2 separate regions of the Macaca fascicularis genome follow, and region 1 is linked to region 2. The links are chromatin contacts, called in public Hi-C maps. All regions are on one chromosome and are shown on one strand. Each heading gives the region's core, a stretch centred on a gene start, on an enhancer-like site or on the middle of the called end of the contact. The rest is flanking DNA. Distances are from core to core; before and after follow the strand shown.

Region 1 (3,749 bases), core at 654-3,153, 77 kb after region 2:
ATGTACACAGAAGCCAATACCAGGGTACTGGCTTTTGAGAAAAGAAAGGTTTTATTGCAAGACCAGCCAGCAAGGAGACAGGAGGCAGGTTCAAATCTTCCTCCCTGATTTGGGGTCTGGGACAAGTTTTAAGGAAGCAGAGGGCAAAGGAAAGGACTTAGAAATGTTGGCTTGGCAGGATCTGTTTGAAGGCCTTCAACTTTGGCCATTTATGGCAAGGTATGTTGAGTTGGATTTTAGCCCCTATCTTCTGGGCTAAGAGACCCTTCCCTTCTGAGAGTTCAAATGTTCGGGTTCCAGTCATGTCCCAGTCTTCTTCGTTCCGAGGAGAGGAACAGTCGGTTCTGGATGTTTGTTAGAGATCAAACCTTTTTCTAGGGTGCATGCCTGGGCTTTGTGACTTAAGAGTTTTTGGCTCTGTTACACCTGCAAGGTAACTCAACATTTTGTTATAAACAGAGTAAGCCTCGTTTGGGCTGGTCCTGTGGCTGCAACGGCACTTATTCCCACCACCTAGAATCAAGCGCTGCTGACACACTGTTTACTTCCAGTTCCCACGGCCCCTATTCCCCTATACAAAATTACACAGGAAACATATGCGTTCATTTAATTAACAAATGTATATAAGAACATCATAGACAAAGCAAAAGTCTCTTGACACTCTCCATCTTGACCTGTTCAGCGTCCCGGACCAGGTGAAGAACTTTGAAGCTATGCTATCTGCAAGTCACCGGCACAGTCGGAATAAAAGCTGGTCGTGGTGGTGAGGGTCATCCGGGTCGGGACTGAGTCAAGACAGGTGGGACCGAATGGTAGGGACCTGGGTGGACATCTGGGTCGGGACTGAGTCCAGGCAGGCCACCTGCCTTGGGCCTCCAACGTTTCTGCACAGGGCTGGGCTTTAAGAGGCTTTCCAGAGCGCTGCTGGGGCGGGGGTGGGGTGAGGTGAGGGGCTCGCCCTGGCTCTCCCACCCCTGCCTACACGCTGTAAGGTCACTGGATTCATTTCTGGAACTAACTTGTAATTCTCAAGTGCTATTAATTCTCTTCCAACAGGAACCGCCTCAGTAACGCGCCGCTGAGTCAGTTTTCAGGGCGGGTGGTTTCCCCAAGTCCACTCCTGAGGCCCCTCAAGCGCACCCACGGCGTCCGGCTTCCCAGGGCGCTCTTTCCCAGGAGACCTTCTCATCCCTGTTTTCTCCCCTCTTCCGACTTCTCCGAGGGCTGCCCCGCGGTCTGTCCGGCCGCGTCCCGGGCCTTGGGGCGGCTGAGGCATGACCGGAATGCGCGGGAGGACGCGGGGCGGGGACGCGAGGGCAAGGACGCGGGGCATGGAGGGGACGCGGGGCACGGAGGGGACCCGGGGCGGGCCGGCCTGGCCTGGGCCCTGGTCGGGGCGGCGCTCGGCCCAGCCCGCGCCCCCCGCCCCGACACTCGCAGCCCCGCCTCCGGACCCCCGGTAGTTGCCATCCCCTTGCGGGCCGGGTGGGGCGCGCAGCTCCCAGCCCTGGGAGGTCCCGAGGATCGCGAAACGGAAAGAGAAAAAAGTCGGCGCCGAGCGCCTGGCAGGCAGGGCCCGCCCCGCCTCCCTTCCCGGCTGGTCCAGTCACCGACCTGCGGCTCCGGGGCCGCGAGGGAGGAGGCGCGGGGGGCGCGAGGCGGGGGCGGGCGCTCGGGGCTCGGCCCCGCTCTCGGCTCCGGGGGTTCCCGTGGCCGCAGCAGCGCGGTCTCTGCGGAGGCGGCGGGGGCGCGGCCAGCCAGACCTCTTCCTTTCCAGGGCGGCCCGCGGCGCCCGTTCCGCGGGAGGCGGGCGGGAGGCGGACGCGGCCTGGCCTCGACGTCGACTACCGCGCCGCCCGCGATGGGAAGCGCCTTATAAAGCCGCGCCCGGCCGGCCCGAGCCACTCGCCGCCGCGCCGCCCCGAACGCGGGCCGCACGCAGCCTCCTGGAGTGCCGGGCCGACCCCGGACGACCCCGGGCCCGGACGCACCGCGGACGACTCCTGCCCCGGACGCGCCCCGGACTACCCCGGCCACGGACGTACCCGGGACGACCCCGGCCAGGGCGCGCCTCCTGCGGCCGGGCGGGCGGCGGGGCCGGGGCGCCCTTGGAGGGGGCATGCGTGCGACATGGCCTCGGCGGTGTTTGAGGGCACGTCGCTCGTGAACATGTTCGTGCGTGGCTGCTGGGTGAACGGCATCCGCAGGCTCATCGTCAGCCGGCGCGGCGACGAGGAGGAGTTCTTCGAGATCCGCACGGAGTGGTCGGACCGCAGCGTGCTCTACCTGCATCGCAGCCTCGCGGACCTGGGTCGCCTGTGGCAGCGCCTGCGCGACGCCTTCCCCGAGGACCGGTCGGAGCTGGCGCGGGGGCCGCTGCGGCAAGGTGCGGGGCCGGGGACGCGGGAGGGGCGCGGGGCCGAGGCTACCTTGAAGTGCACGAAGGAGGCGGGGAGAGACTTCAACCGAGATTGCGACTTCTCCCTCCTGCCCACGCTGGACAGGGCACACTTGGACCCCGCGCCCGCAGACGAGGGGTGCCCGGGCGGCGTGGTTAGGGGGACGGGGAGCCGGCCTGCCCGGCCTGGGGGCGCCCCCGGCGGAGGAGCCAAATGGGGCGGGAAAGGGGCCGAGGCCGGCAGGGCGGGCGCCGGACTCTCCCCGAGGACGAGTCACTTCCGAGGAGGGCGGGGGCGCCAGGGGCTGAGCGGCCCCCAGGGTCAGCCCGGCCCTAGCCCCTGCCCAGTACCTCCCGAGGGCCGGCGGGCGGGCGGGCGCACTGGGAAGGCGTCTGGGAGCAGTTAACTGCAGGGTCCTAGCCGGGGGTCGCGTCGGGTCTGGCAGCCGCCCCTGAGTTCTCCCCGCGGAGGGCGCACCCCTGGTCTTCGAGCACGAGGTGCCACGCAGCCCTTCCGTCCCTCCTCGGAGGGGCCGCCCCGCCCGCGGCTGCCGCGGACAGCCAGGGCCCCCCCGCACCGCGACCAGGGCTGGTCCCCATTCGAGTTTGATCAGCTGCGCCGCCTCCTCCCCGGCCTTGTGACCGTCCTGGCTCGCAGGAATTCTTGTTTTCAGAAACCGCGGTGGCTTCCCTTTTCCTACGGCTCTGCCCGAGCTTTCTTTTGGAGGCCAAGCTGAGGGGGTGGAAGCGGGGAGGACGCAAGAGAGAGGGGCTGGAGTTGAGACGGGAAGAATGCGGGGTGGAGGGAGCAGGCCGGGGAGGGGGGCCGCCTGGGAGGGCCAGGAGAGTAGAAGGGGCGGGAAGACTGGAGGACTTCCGAGCAGCACCCCTGTCCCCCCCGCCGGACACGTGTGACCACCTGTAGCTCCGAGCATGGGGACAGTGGCCCAGCAGCCTTCCTTCAATCCTTCTCTAAGCGGAGACCTCCTGAAAGCCTGGGGCCAAGTTACTGAAGCAGAGGGTGGCCCGTCGGAGTCTCCCCAGCCTGCTGTCTGGCTGCGGTCTTGAGATAACCTCTGCTTTTCCCTGGTGATGGCCCCAACCCCAGTGTGTGAATTACGTGGATAATTAGCTCGGTTCTCATGACACATCCTTTGGAAGGGCTCCCACAGCCAGCCAGTTGGGGCCCTGAGCGAGAAGGCCCGCCCTTCAGGCTTCCCTCTGCTCCCCAGAGCCTCACATTCATAGCTGTTCTCCAGACAGTTGGGTGTTATTTCAAGCATCGAAGCAGTTTTCTTTGGATTTGCTGTTTGTTATGATATTTTAAATTTAACAAATGAATGCCCAAATC
Region 2 (3,871 bases), core at 343-2,842:
GCGATTCTCCTGCCTCAGCCTCCCAAGTAACTGGGATTACAGACACCTGCTACCATGCCCGGCTAATTTTTTATTTTTATTTTTATTTTTTGAGACAGAGTCTCGCTCTGTTGGCCAGGCTGGAGTGCAGTGGTGCAATCTTGGCTCACTGCAACCTCTGCCTCCTGGATTCAAGCAATTCTCCTACCTCAGCCTCCCGAGTAGCTGGCATTACAGGCGTGTGCCACCACGCCCGGCTAATTTTTGTATTTTCAGTAGAGATAGGGTTTCACTATGTTGGCCAGGCTGGTCTCGAACTTCTGACCTCAGGTAATCTGCCTGCCTTGGCCTCCCAAGGTGCTGGGATTACAGGCGGAAGCCACTGTGCCTGGCCAATTTTTGTAGTTTTAGTAGAGACAGGGTGTCACCATCTTGGCCAGACTGGTCTTGAAATCCTGACCTCATGATCCACCCACCTTGGACTCCCAAAGTGCTGGGATTACAGGCATGACCCACTACGCCTGGCCAGTTGTATATTTTCATTAGTGTGGCTCTCATAAACATAAATGTCTAATCTCATCATGCCAAATATGATTATACTAAAATACACAGGGAGTTTCTGAAACACACACATGCATTTTTAATAATGGATCTGCTTATTATCATGTTATTCTCTTAGATTGCACAGCACACATACACTCACAGTTGTTCAGAATCCTTGCCATCAGTCTGGGGTTCTGACCTTAGCTAGCTGTGGGACCTTAGGCAAGATACCTCCTGGGACCTGAGTGTCCTCATCTGTAAAACTGCAACAATTCTATCTACCTTGCAGCATTGTTGTGAAGATGAAATGAGTTAGTGCAGGTAAAATCCTTTTTAAAGCTGGGTCTATCAGGCAGTAAGTGTTCAATAAATTTAGCAATATGTGTTTGTGAGCAGGTAAGAGCAATATCTGGATAGCTCCTGCCTGTGACCCATCCAGTCCCTTCCTTGTATTTACAAGTCATTGATATTTTAGTTTCAAATTCATGTGTCCAAATTATTTGTTAGACATTTCCTTTCCTATTAGCCCTTTCACCCCAGAGCAAGGATGGTGAGACGCCCAGGGAAAGGTTGCGATGTGATCACAGATTGCTGTCTACATTCACACTCGGCTAGGGTTACTTGTAGGAGAACCCTGCCCCTAAGCACAGAGTCCCCGTGTGCCAGGGGTGGATGCACACAAGGGCCTTGCTGCCACCATGGCTGGGACCTCACCTGCCTTGGGCACAGGCAGGGCCCAGCTTTTCAGATGAGATCACCAGTATCTGACCCAGGAGCCAAGTGCTCAGGCCAGAAGACTCCAAATTAAGCCAGCTGATGTGCTTTTTTTTGAGATGGGAGAACATGTATTCCATTCTTAAGGGGAGAAGGCAACTCAGGACTTCGTGTTTTGATTACACTTGGCTCTCACTGTCTCTAACTCCAGGCATTTGTGGAACAGGGAAATGAGCTCCGAGTCAAATGATAAAGCTGATATGATTCATGTGTCTTTCAGGAGGAAAGAAACAGGAAACGGAGGCCTGGCTGCCCAGGCTGTGACGTCGCCCCTCTGGCATGCTGTCCGGGCCTGGAAAAATGCAGCTGGCACTGCTTTGAGGATATGGAGGCAGGAGACAGGAGCTATGTGGTTGCTTGGCCAGCTCCCGAGTACAATAAACTTAATCTTGGAAGTCTTACTCTCAAGGGTGAGGAAAGGGTGAAATGTCGGTATGTAGACTCTGTCGCCAAGAAGCACCAGGAGACTTGAAAGAAGAAACAAAACCCTTCAGTGAAAATACCTGTGGAAAAACACTTCTTAAAAACAAACACCGAGAAGCACAACGTGCTTTTTATGTGCTTGAGATTTTTTTTTAAACGAGTTCTGGAAAATAGTCTCTTGATGTTTACATAGTTCCCCCTGAATAAAGGGCAACTGGGAATTTGGCCTGGCTCTCAAGTAGGGGTCCGCAAATGCAGCCTGAGGGCCCGTGGGTCGCTGCTGGCTTCCGTCTATGAACGCGGTCCTACTGAACACAGCCGCCCCTCGTGAGCTGTGCCTGCGGCTGCCCTCATACTACCATGACAGAGCGGTGGGGGGCGTTGCAGCACACACCTCACAGCACACACACATCAAAACAGTTACTATCTGATGCTTTACAGAACAAGTTGACTGATCCTTGGTCTAAAACAGGAGAGGGAGGTACTCGCTCACCTCAGTGCCCATTTCATGCAGAGCTGCAAGAGCTGTCTGCCCTGCCACAGTGTGGCCACCTAATTGTCTCTTCTTGGCAGAACACATGCCTGGCTGGCGGCTGTGGGGAGGGCACTCTGGCTAAATAATGCATCAGCAGGGCTGCCTCTGTTCTTGGTTTTCCTGCAGCCTTTGCTGGGTCATGCAGTTGGGTTAGATTTCAGAGGGTCCTGCAGGACCACACCGACTTCTAGTTCCCTGTCTCCTTGTCTGCAGGTTCTGTGAGCGCAGGGCAAGGCCAGCTCATTTTTGCATCTAATTTGTACCATAGAATTGGTGCTGAATAAATGTTTTTTTTTTTTTTTTTTTTTGAGACGGAGTTTCATTCTTGTTGCCCAGGCTGGAGTGAAGTGGCGCCATCTCGATTCACTGAAACCTCCACCTCCCAGGTTCAAGCGATTCTCCTGCCTCTGCTTCCCGAGTAGACGGGATTACAGGCACGCACCACCACGCCTGGCTAATTTTTGTATTTTTAGTAGAGATGGGGTTTTACCATGTTGGCCAGGCTGGTTTCAAACTCCTGACCTCAGGTGATCCACCTGTCTCGGCCTCCTAAAGTGCTAGGATTACAGGTATGAGCCACTGCGCCTGGCCAATAAATGTGATTTTAAATAATAAACAAGTGCACACACACTAGATTACATTTTCAGAAATACCAAGTGAATGGGCGTCTCAACCCCATCTGTTGAGACCTTATCCCACACAGACTGTCCAGAACCTCAACCCAGCCATGAGCGTTGCGGGGCAGCTACAAAGGTAGCCCTTCTTCAAGCCAATATTCAAATTTTTACATTATTCCACATTTTAGTGGGAAGAAATGAATTTTCTTTTAGTAAAACTTGGTTTTACTAAAACTCTCATCCTCTGGGGATGGGTCGCAGGAATCCTGCCTTATTTACAAGCTTCCCAGGTGGTTCTTCTGCGTACTAAACTTGGGGAATATATATATATATATTTCTTTCCATCAAGGGCTTTATCAGCACGTTGAATATAACAGAACATCTAAACGTGCTGAATTTGGAACTGGCTTTCCATTCACAGTTTTTCTATCACTTGTGACTAGCTTATAATTTAGTCATTCACACAAGGAATTGAAATAACAATCTAATTCAAAATTGATTTAATAACTATTAATTATTTTTCCTGGCTTTCATTACCCTAAAAACATGTGGTTTTTTTTGTTGTTGTTGTTGTTTTTTGTTTTTTCTGGAGGCCTTATTCTCTTGGGTTTTCTTTTGCAATTTTCTGAACACAATTTCTTGGCTACATGTTAAATACTTCGAAATTTATGCAATAAAACAAAACAAACCATGCGGTTCCAGGAAACATCCGTCTACAATACATTACTTGGTTTCAGAATCTCATTGACCATGTGGTCAGCAACCTTCAGCAGGCTGGTTTCAAGTTTGGTGATGGGAACCCAGGGGCCGCCCCTTCAATATTTCCCCGACTAAGAAAGATGAGCACAGGCAAGGGGATCTGTCTTGCTTCCTCTTTAAGGATTGACTACTATGGTTGGTATAGGACAGGCTTATATTTAGCCATTTATCTAAAGAGTTGTATATGGAAACCTGAATTTGTCAACATCCCGACTGTGATGGATTCCAATAAGGTTGGAGC

Evidence for each region. A called contact is a pair of places that touch in the nucleus more often than the background predicts.
Region 1: a contact with region 2 is called in a Hi-C map of skeletal muscle, with 5 times the contacts expected there. The contact joins the promoter of PXDC1 here to the enhancer-like site in region 2. A contact is called at or near these places in 2 of 2 Hi-C or Micro-C datasets (liver and skeletal muscle).

What each region holds. Positions count from the first base shown.
Region 1 is chr4:169,319,959-169,323,707 of T2T-MFA8v1.1, forward strand. PXDC1 (PX domain containing 1) reads left to right here and starts at 1,904. Exons shown (of 5, transcript XM_005554149.4): 1 at 1,904-2,386. The coding sequence starts at 2,131.
Region 2 is chr4:169,243,574-169,247,444 of T2T-MFA8v1.1, forward strand. No RefSeq gene overlaps it. Among named protein-coding and RNA genes, the nearest start is that of FAM50B, 24 kb to the left of the region's middle. Within about 2 kb of position 1,593, at least 4 of the 6 cell types and tissues checked have an H3K27ac peak or open chromatin away from gene starts, as enhancers often do. A contact at or near this core is called in liver, where this site is marked.